2 separate regions of the Sus scrofa genome follow, and region 1 is linked to region 2. Evidence: chromatin contacts called from public promoter capture Hi-C data. All regions are on one chromosome and are shown on one strand. Each heading gives the region's core, a stretch centred on a gene start, on an enhancer-like site or on the middle of the called end of the contact. The rest is flanking DNA. Distances are from core to core; before and after follow the strand shown. Region 1 holds the start of SPRYD7 (SPRY domain containing 7). Region 2 holds the start of RNASEH2B (ribonuclease H2 subunit B).

What was found. Promoter capture Hi-C pulls out the DNA fragments that hold promoters and counts their contacts.
Region 1: a contact with region 2 is called in a promoter capture Hi-C map of liver, with 11 times the contacts expected there. The contact joins the promoter of SPRYD7 here to the promoter of RNASEH2B in region 2. A contact is called at or near these places in 4 of 5 promoter capture datasets (fetal liver, fetal skeletal muscle and liver), 19 of 47 Hi-C or Micro-C datasets (adipocytes, alveolar macrophages, blood and 15 more) and 2 of 2 datasets of contacts at active chromatin or transcription factors (alveolar macrophages and skeletal muscle).

The regions. Positions count from the first base shown.
Region 1 is chr11:17,847,397-17,852,175 of Sscrofa11.1, forward strand. It overlaps SPRYD7 (SPRY domain containing 7), which reads left to right and starts at 1,615. Exons shown (of 5, transcript NM_001243529.1): 1 at 1,615-1,748. The coding sequence starts at 1,643. TRIM13 (E3 ubiquitin-protein ligase TRIM13) reads right to left here and starts at 2,609. Exons shown (of 4, transcript XR_002336667.1): 1 at 2,013-2,609.
Region 2 is chr11:16,909,273-16,914,213 of Sscrofa11.1, forward strand. RNASEH2B (ribonuclease H2 subunit B) reads right to left here and starts at 2,534. Exons shown (of 11, transcript NM_001244492.1): 1 at 2,343-2,534. The coding sequence starts at 2,394. LOC110255807 (a long non-coding RNA gene) reads left to right here and starts at 2,743. Exons shown (of 3, transcript XR_002336662.1): 1 at 2,743-3,003; 2 at 3,679-3,778.

The sequences.
Region 1 (4,779 bases), core at 365-2,864, 940 kb after region 2:
CTTGTTTATTTCCTAGTCATTTGAGGCTACACAAATTATTTAATCCCTTCAAGCCCATCTCTTCACTTACACAGGGACAATATTTACTCTCAAACTTTTCAAGAATTCGGTGAGTGTGTGTAAGAAAGAGTGCCTACCTCACAGATATGCAGAAAATTTTTGTCTCTGCAACATTCAACTCCCCACTCCTTCCCAAAGGGAAAAACTAGGACACTAACACTTCTCCAAATGGTCAAGTTTTTCAGCAAAAGAAAATTTCATGTGTAAAATGATCACCAGGAAAGTACTTTATAGGCAGTGAGGGCTTCAGCAATCACCTCTGGTATTAATCCTATGATAAATAAACCTCAAAGTACAAATCTTTGAGATTTTCATAAGTATTGTAATGAAAACACCGTTTGTATAAACATCCAAGAAACTCAGGACCTTGAAAAAAAATTCTCCCATTCTGAAGGGAAAAATTCACCATAAAAGATATTTGTCACTAAGAAGTTATGTCGAAGAACCCATTACATACTGAGGGGGCATTTTGCGTCAGGTCTCCCAGGGCTTGAATCCTGGGGAAGTCTTCAGATGGAACCTTATTTGACAACAGAGGTTTAAGCCAGATTAATTCTAGAGGTCGTCCCAGACTTTCTCCAGGCGACAAGTGGTATCTGAAGATGGAAAATGGATCAGGATGCGGATGATCTAAGTAGTGCACCAGATGACTGGTGCTCCCAAACGGGAGGCTCCTACATGGAAACAGGAAACAACAGGCTGTAGGAACTCAGTCCTTCCCCTGAACCGCTGACTCAGGGGTTCCCATTACACTCATTAGAACCCATTATCCATGCCGCTGAATTTGGAAGAGACAGGTCAAGAATCGCCCTCCAGCCCTGCCCCAGGGAGTCCCCTCCCGGGGTGGCCTCCAGTACGCCCCTCAACGGGAAACTCGTCTCTGCACCTAAAATGCAGCAGGGGAGTCGACTCAAGAGCCCTGGATGCATAGCCACTGTGCAATTACTAACAGCCATTACTCCTGGGCCCTGTGCGTCTGTTCATGATTTGAGAAAATTCTCCAGAAACCAGCCACGGCGGGGGGCGGTGAGAGGGGGCCAGAGGCTCTTCGCGAAGGCGAAGTTCTCTCAGTCCTGGGCGTGGAGGGAGGACATCTTCGGGCTGTTTTAAATCAGCTCCCACTCCCCCAGGCAAATTTGCCACTGCCAACTAATGCCTAAAATAATGTCGAAGTGGGGGGCAGTTTTTAAACTACAGCATCCAAGGACACCTGAGCTAAATGAGAACGCAAGTCAGCTCGAGCCCGGGTCAGTACAGAAATACCTACATAAGCGGGGCGGCACAAAAGGGAAAAACCTTTCCGCGCAGGCGCACGCGGTTCACCGCCCGGCCGCCACGCCCTCTGCCCCGCCCCGCCCCCAGCCCCGCCCGCCGGCCGATCCTCGGTATCTTCCGCCCAGGCAGGCTTCGCCTCAGACTGCGCTGCACCCTCCCCGCCAGGGGCGTCGCTGTACCAGCCTCTGCGCCCCACAGACTCCCTCCGGCGCTCGGGCGGGGGCAGGAGGCGGAGCGGAGGGGTAGGGGCGGGAGTCGCCGCGGTCTAGGGGCGGTGGGTCGCGGTGTCGTCGGCGGTCCCTGAGACATGGCCTCCTCGGTGTTCTGCTGCCTGCGGTGCTGCAGAGATGGCGGGACGGGCCACATCCCTCTGAAAGAGATGCCGGCCGTGCAGCTGGACACGCAACACATGGGTAAGGGCCCTCCCTTCCCGTGACCCAACGGCCCACCCCGAGTCGGGCGGTGCGGGTCGGGGTCAGTCGGGGGTCGCGAGCACCACGCGCGGCCGGGCCCCGCCGGGCCCCGCCCCCTGCCCTCGCCCTGCGACGCTGCCCTCGGCCGGGTCTGGCGGATCTCCTCCAGACACAGGCCGCCTCCACTTCGGCCCGGTTCTGTGTTCAAGGCTACGCAGTGTTGTCTGCCCTCGCCTAGTGGAGATGGTGTGTGGGTGGACCTACCCGTTCTCACCGGAATCTCCTCCGAGCTGTCGCATCCTGAGACTCGGCACAAGTTCCCAGGCGTGGGGAGCGATAGTACTGTGGTGCCCCTCCTACGGTGTCCCACGGGCGAGCTCCAGTCAAATCCAATACATTTTCAGAATGCTTTAGCTGATTTCGGCTCCTTCTGCCCAGGCAGCTTTCTCTTAGCCCATCATTTATCGGTTGTTTTATTGAAAATTATTTTCCTCTCACCTACTAATGTCAAAACAGGGCAAGTTGCAGAAGCTTCAAGTCACAGCTCATGTCAGACCGTGTCACTTCAACTAAAACCTCCCATTGTCTGACTCCTCCTTAGTCACGCTTAGCGGTGTTGTAATTTCATCTGACTGGTCTGTTGCCAACAATTCAGGCTGTTGCAAAAATAAAACAGCACTTTGCTTCTTCTCATGTATGTTTTTCCTTCCAATTTCGCATGAACATATAGCTTCTCTCACATTCTTCCTCTCCCCTCTGTAGCCTCTTTCACAACCTTATTATTGTTTCTGTTCTTAGACTGTCCCATGTAGTTTCATGTTTCTGGAGTATGGTTCTAGAAGGAGAGATTCCCACTAAGTATTTCAGAGTACTATCTTTTTGTGGATTATTCTCTTCTAAATATATATATATGCACTTTCAGTTTTTCCCACATTTCTCTTTGGCTAAAGGACAGTACATTAAAGTAAGAAAGGGATTTCTTAATATTTATAGCAAAACCCTCTCCTGCCTAGATTCTTTATAATTCTAGAGACACTCTTCCCATTATATTTCTATAGCATGAACTAAACCACAAATGTAATTATATACTGCTTTTTATTGGGGTATTTAATTTAATTTTTTTTTTTTTTTTTTGTCTTTTTGTAGGGCCGCACCTGAAGCATATGGAGGTTCCCAGGCTAGGGGTCTAATCAGAGCTGTAGCTGCTGGCCTATGCCTCAGCCACAGCAATGCAGGTTCTGAGCCCCATTTGTGACCTATACCACAGCTCACCGCCATGTGGGATCCTTAACCCACTGAGCAAGGCCAGGGATCAAACCTGAAACCTCATGGTTCCTAGTCAGATTCGTTTCCACTGCCCCACGATGGAAACTCCAGGGGTGTTTAATTTTAATCCTTATGTCTCCTAAATTTAATGCAGCAGCGTAATACATAAATACATGTAAATGTATGTGTATATCTCTTTAAATTATTACTTATTCATCATCGTTTATAGACAGATGTTCAAATCCTATAATTTCCCTGAGAAAATGTTTCCATTCCATTTATTCATTCGCTCAACTGATATTTATTGGATGACTCTCAGATGGCAGGCATTGTTTTAGATGCTGGCAACACGCATAGTTCCTGGAGCTTATGATCAGCTTTAGTTCTTTTCTGTCTCTACTGCCAAAATCCTGAATTACTACAATCTACTCTGTAAAGTATTCCTTTTCTCTGGTCTCTTCTACAAAGAGCTGGTCACTTGTGCTTGTTCCACTATGTTCTCCTTTTCCAAAGCTGCATAGCGTCTTTCAGTAATGTCATTTCCCAGTTTTCTACCTGCGTGGAAACTTTTTCTTATCCTGTCTTCTGGTGAATTCAAATTCTTCAATCACAGAAGCAACCTGATTTTAGAAAATAATAGGAGAGGCTTATCAAGCTAGGAATAGTTTAAAGCATGCATTGATCTTAAGTTGATATATGAGGAGCACACTTAGTGAATATGCATGTGCTTGGATATGTGAAACTTTATTTAGATAACTTAAGGAGTGTAGTTGCCTTTAGATTTAAGAAAATAGTCTGGGAGTTCCCATCGTGGCGCAGTGGTTAACGAATCCGACTAGGAACCATGAGGTTGCGGGTTCGGTCCCTGCCCTTGCTCGGTGGGTTAACGATCCAGCGTTGCCGTGAGCTGTGGTGTAGGTTGCAGACGCGGCTCGGATCCCGCGTTGCTGTGGCTCTGGCGTAGGCCGGTGGCTACAGCTCCGATTCGACCCCTAGCCTGGGAACCTCCATATGCCGCAGGAGCGGCCCAAGAAATAGCAACAACAACAACAACCAAGAGACAAAAGACAAAAAAAAAAAGAAAGAAAGAAAGAAAGAAAATGTCTGTTTTCCAAGTTCATATCCAAACATAGCTTGTCTCTTTCAAAGTTATCACTTACTTTGGTGATGCTGCATCACTTAAAACCATTTGGAATTCCTCTTGAGATTTTCTGGGCACTAGTTTTTGTAAATACCTTCTTTTTCACCATAACCTCAATGTTTAATTGTGAATTGACTTTTTAGAAATGAATATCTTCCAAGGTAGCTGCTTTGAAAGGGATGCCATTAATTTGGGAATGTCTAATGTTTCTTAAAAAATACACTTTGGCTATGTTTATGTATGTCCTGGCTATACTCAAATTCGCCTTGACTTTCTTTTTTTTCCTTTTTTGCTATTTCTTGGTCCGCTCCCACGGCATATGGAGGTTCCCAGGCTAGGGGTTGAATCGGAGCTGTAGCCACCGGCCTATGCCAGAGCCACAGCAACGCTGGACCCGAGCCACGTCTGCAGTCTACACCACAGCTCATGGCTACACTGGATCGTTAACCGACTGAGCAAGGGCAGGGACCAAACCCGCAACCTCGTGGTTCCTAGTCGGATTCATTAACCACTGCGCCATGACGGGAACTCCCGCCTTGACTTTCTAAGCAACACTGACAATTAATAAACCTACACGAAAATCCTAGATCCAAATAAAGGCTATCTTTGTACTTAAAAAAGAGG
Region 2 (4,941 bases), core at 1,284-3,783:
AGTTCTGTCTCCAAACCGCCTGCCTAACCACATACACTGTGCTTTTTAACAGTTCCTTAACAGCTGGCTCAGCCTCCTCCAAAAAGTTCAGAGGCCACAGTACGGGCTCAGCTCTGAACAGGAACTGGACTGAAACTCCTCTTGCCACCAGCCAGTAGACGTATTAAACCTACAACTTCCAGAGATGCAATCAATAATTACCTTAAAGGTTTTTACGTTTAATGTGATGAGGACACAAACATACTTTAAGAATGAAAATGTCAGTACTCATGTGGAATCTGAAAAAAGGACACAATGAACTTCTTTGCACAACAGATACTGATGCACAGACTTTGAAAAACTTATGGTTTCCAAAGGAGACAGGTCAGGGGTCGGCGGATGCGCTGGGGTTGTGGGATGGAAATCCTATAAAATTGGATTGTGACGGTCATTGCACAACTACAAGTGTAATAAACTCATTGAGTAATAATAAATAAATAAATAAATAAACCTGAAAAAAAAAAAACCCAGAATGAAAATGTCCGTACTGACTAAACAGAACAAGATAAGCAACTCGAATTATTCTCAGTCATTACGTGCATCTGAAGAAAAATAACCCACTTGATTCTTAATGAGTCCCATCATTAAAATCTCATTGAACTAATGTGACAACAGTGAGAATTTTTCTACGGTAAAGCATGTATCGGGTAGCCCTTTGCTGGATTCTGTGAAGACCTGAACTTTGCATGAACTTTTCCTCTACAAACTATAAATCTCCATTGAGGATGTGCAGCAACCGGCCAGTGAGAGTGGAAATCGGTGCTACCACTTTGGAAAACCGCTGAGCAGCATCTACCAAAGCTGAACATACAGTATCCAGGACTAGCAATTCCACTCCTAAGTCTACACTGCTGAGAAAGCCTCCTAAAAAGAGTGTTCTTAGAAGTGTAACTCATAATGGTTACAAACAGGAAATAATTTAAATATCCATTCACAGAAGTCGAGATAAATATTAAGAACATACATATGATAAAGACACATAGGAAGCAACAAACCAGACTACTGCTACACAGAATATGGATGAAACTTACAGATGTAACGCTGAGTGAGAGAGGCCTGGCACCAAGGAACACACACTTACCCCAACAAGCAGAAGGAACCTCTGGTGACAGAGGTCAGCAGCGGGGTTACTGGGGCTATCCAGCAACAGGTAAGAGAAGCCTACTGGAAAAGTTCTAGGTCTTGACATGAGGAATGCTTACAGGGGTACAGATATATGAAAAGTTCATTGAGTTGCACCTGCTTAAACTTGTATATGTTACTATATGCATACTTCTTTACAAATGGAGAAAAAGTAAAACACAAAAAATATCGACAGATTGTCATGTAACAATTTTCAATATCCACCATAAAAATCTAGATTAATGGCCATCTATATTGTTATCAGAGTATCATTTACTTGAAAAATACCATATTTGCCGAATAAAGTCTCCAAGTTAGATACTGAAAACAATGGGTTTTCCTTATATCCAATGTTATGTCATCAAATCAATCTATCATCCCATGAAAGGGCCAAACCTTTCTGACCTGCACTCCCTGGTCCCAACTCCATTTATTCTGACACTTCATGCCAATCATGGCTGGCAACTGATGTCCATCATCCGAAGCCTCTGCGGTCCCTGAATCATCACCCCGGGGAGGCTGAAAAGGCAGGTTCCACCACTCCCATCATTAGCTACCTGCCTGAATCTCTTTGAATCACCCTTGTCCTAACCCCTGCCACACAGCTTCCCTCCTGCCTCACCAACCAAGGCCTGTCCCAGGGAAGGGATGGGGTTAAGACACCACAGCCTCCAGGCCGATGCGGGTCTACTGGATCCTCGGTTCCGATCTAGTAGGTCCCAGATGCCTGGCCGGCTGTCGAGTGGCGAGGGGTATCAAATTACATCCCAGGAGCGGACAACTGCGGAACCTGCGCCGCTCTCCGCTGGCCTGGGCCGCAGTCTCCAGCCCACCTGATCTACAAAGAACCCCAAGGGGGAAAATCCGCTCGGTCGGTTTTTGCGCTTCCAGCTCGGGTTTTGAAACGCACAGATACAGAACTTGAAACCGAAATGAAGAACCACGTGTTCCGAGAGACACTCGAGTCCCGCGCGCGCGGCCGAGGGGCGCGCAGGGCCTGCGCGGGGTGTACCTCGGCTGCGCGCGGACAGGGGGGCCCGCCGGGGTGCGCGCGCCGGGGCCGCCGCTGAGAACCCGCCTGGGCGCCGCCCCCGCGGACGCTCGGCGCGCGCTCCCGCGCGGCGGTTGGGGGACAAGGGGCCGGGCCGAGCGCGCCGCTGCCCCGGGGCGGTCGTGTTTACCTGGGACCAGGAACACGTGCTGCCGGCCGCAAGCCCCGTCTCTGCGGTCCATGCTGCCCGCCGTGCCCGCCGAGCGCTCCGGGTGGCCGCAGGCCTCTGCACGCGGAGCGCGGGCCCGGCCAGAGCCCCGCGGCAAATGGCGGGAGAAGGGACTTTACCGAGGAGCGCAGCGTGCAGAGGGCGGGCCCGGAGGGCGGCCCGCGGGGAGAACCTCGGGCTTTCTTTTCGTTTCGTTTCCGGAGCCCGCCAGTGGCTTAGGTTAAGTGTTTAAATTGAGCGCCAGGCCCAGGCCGGCGGAAAGGGTCGCGGCCCCTCCGCCCCGCGGCGCGGCCAATGGGAGGTGCTCACCCGCGGCGCCCAGTGACGCGACGCGCTGGGCGGCGACCCAGGGCGGCGGCGGCGGCGGCGGCGGCGGCGGCGGCGGGCGGATCGCTTCAGCCCGGGGCGCCGGGTCTCTGCTTGCAGCGGCCCAGGGTCTTCCCAGTGGGGGAGTGGGGACCCCAAGGCTGGTGGACTCGCACACACCTGGCAGAAGGGAAAGCCTGGAGCGAATCCACGTCCAAATCCTAATGCTACTCTGGTCATCGTACCTTGATTATTATTTGCATCCTGCGTTGGAAGTAATGCCCGAATCTAGTGTGCTGTGTGCTTCGTGACACAGGTAAAGCAGTCCTCAACTTGGGGTTAGTCCTTGTCACTACGAAGAGGTGCACAATTTGAGGCTCAAAATATGCATTTGCTTTGAAAGACAATTTGCAATGAGTTAATCAAGACATTTTAAAAGCGTTATTTAAAAAGTTAGAGTCATGAAATTTGAAGATTTAAACTTTTAAAATAAAATTTTAATTGTACACGGTTTTAGAAAAGGTGGTAATAAACATCTGTCTCATACTTTAAAGAAAAGTATGACTCCCTGCTAATAACCCAGATCTCCAGCCCTCTTCCCCAGGGGCAATTACTGTTAAGTCTGTCTATTCTAACAGGATCTTGCCATTCACAAGTTCATGTCTCTCTTTTTTCTTTTTTTGCACAAATGGTATTTGGGGTATATTTATTTTTCTTCAAAAGATATTCAAAAACAGAAACATTTCCCTTTATAATGTTAATTAAAATGCAAAAGATATATGTATGTGTATATATATGTCTATACACGTATAGACATATATATACTCCTACATACACATATATATCTGAATATGCATGCATTATGAGTATACATAACTTTAATGCACTTAGGTTTTTTGGTTTAAATCTTGAAGATAGTTAAATTCAGCAGCACTAGATCTATCTCAGCCTTCTGAAGGGTTTTTTTAATTTCAATCCCATTTCCCATGAGGGGGGAGAAATGCAGCTAAGTAAGTTGACTGCAGGCCACACCTGGCAGAGAGGACCGTTGAGGAGGGAGACCCAGATGCCAGCCCCGGGGCAGGCAACAGGTCGGTATTATTGCTCTAGAGCTGTTTTTGTCGTTCTCTGATCTTTTCCAGCCACCGGCTGTTTTCATGTGTGTTTTCATGTGGTTGTTTTCACAGTGCAGAAACAATTTTGCCTGCTTCTCTCCCTTAACGTTGCTGTAAACAAGTTTCCCATGTCATGCAGAACTATGACTGGAGACGTGCTGTTTCACACTGCTCATGTGCCAAGGTTACGTGACCATGCCCTCGTGTGCAATACTAAGTTTATTTCAAACCGTTACTCTAAAAGATGCTGCAGTGTATACTCTACATGGACTATGCAGCAGTCAGAAACAATGAACTAAAGCTACACATAGCAACATAGATGTTTTATAACAAGAGGAAAAAGAAGCAGGAAGAGATTTCATGGCAGAAAACCACATAGGTAAATTTACACAAAAAACAATATCACATCTTTTACAAGGATATATGTACATCTAGGCTATGTATCAAACACAAGAAATAGGTGTCTTTAAAAGGAAGGGATATGTGATAAGGGACGGATAAAGAATGAGAAGGCAAGACAAATCAAAAGAGCCAGGGAGTTCCCGTTGTGGCGCAGCAGAAACGAATCCAACTAAGAACCATGAGGTTGCGGGTTCAATCCCCGGCCTTGCTCAGTGGCTTAAGGATCCTGCATTGCCATGAGCTGTGGTGTAGGTCACAGATGTGGCTCGGATCTGGCATTGCTGTGGCTGTGGTGTAGGCCAGTGGCAACAGCTCCAATTAGACCCCTAGCTTGGGAACCTCTATGTGCCTCCGTGAGGCCCTCAAAAAGACAAAAAAAAAAAAAAAAAAAAAGGAGCCAGGGTGCATGTGGACAACTATCACTATGTCCTATGAATGAGAGTATGATTTATCCTCTGACAGGTCCAAGGATAAAAATAAATTTTTTTAATGTGGTGCAACAAACATCTGTAAGCAATTTCCTCTGTCCACTTCAAAAAATTATTTAAGTACCTTCTTGGAAGGGGGACCAGTGGTGACTGGAGACTGGCTCCAGATTCCTGTTGTCTTCAGGGTAAAGTTCAGGGTACGAAGCCTGTAGCACACGGCCCTTGAGATCTGGTCCTCACTTGCCACCCAGGCAGTTTCCACCTCCTCCCTCCCCACCCTGACCATGGTCAGGCCACGAGGAACACACA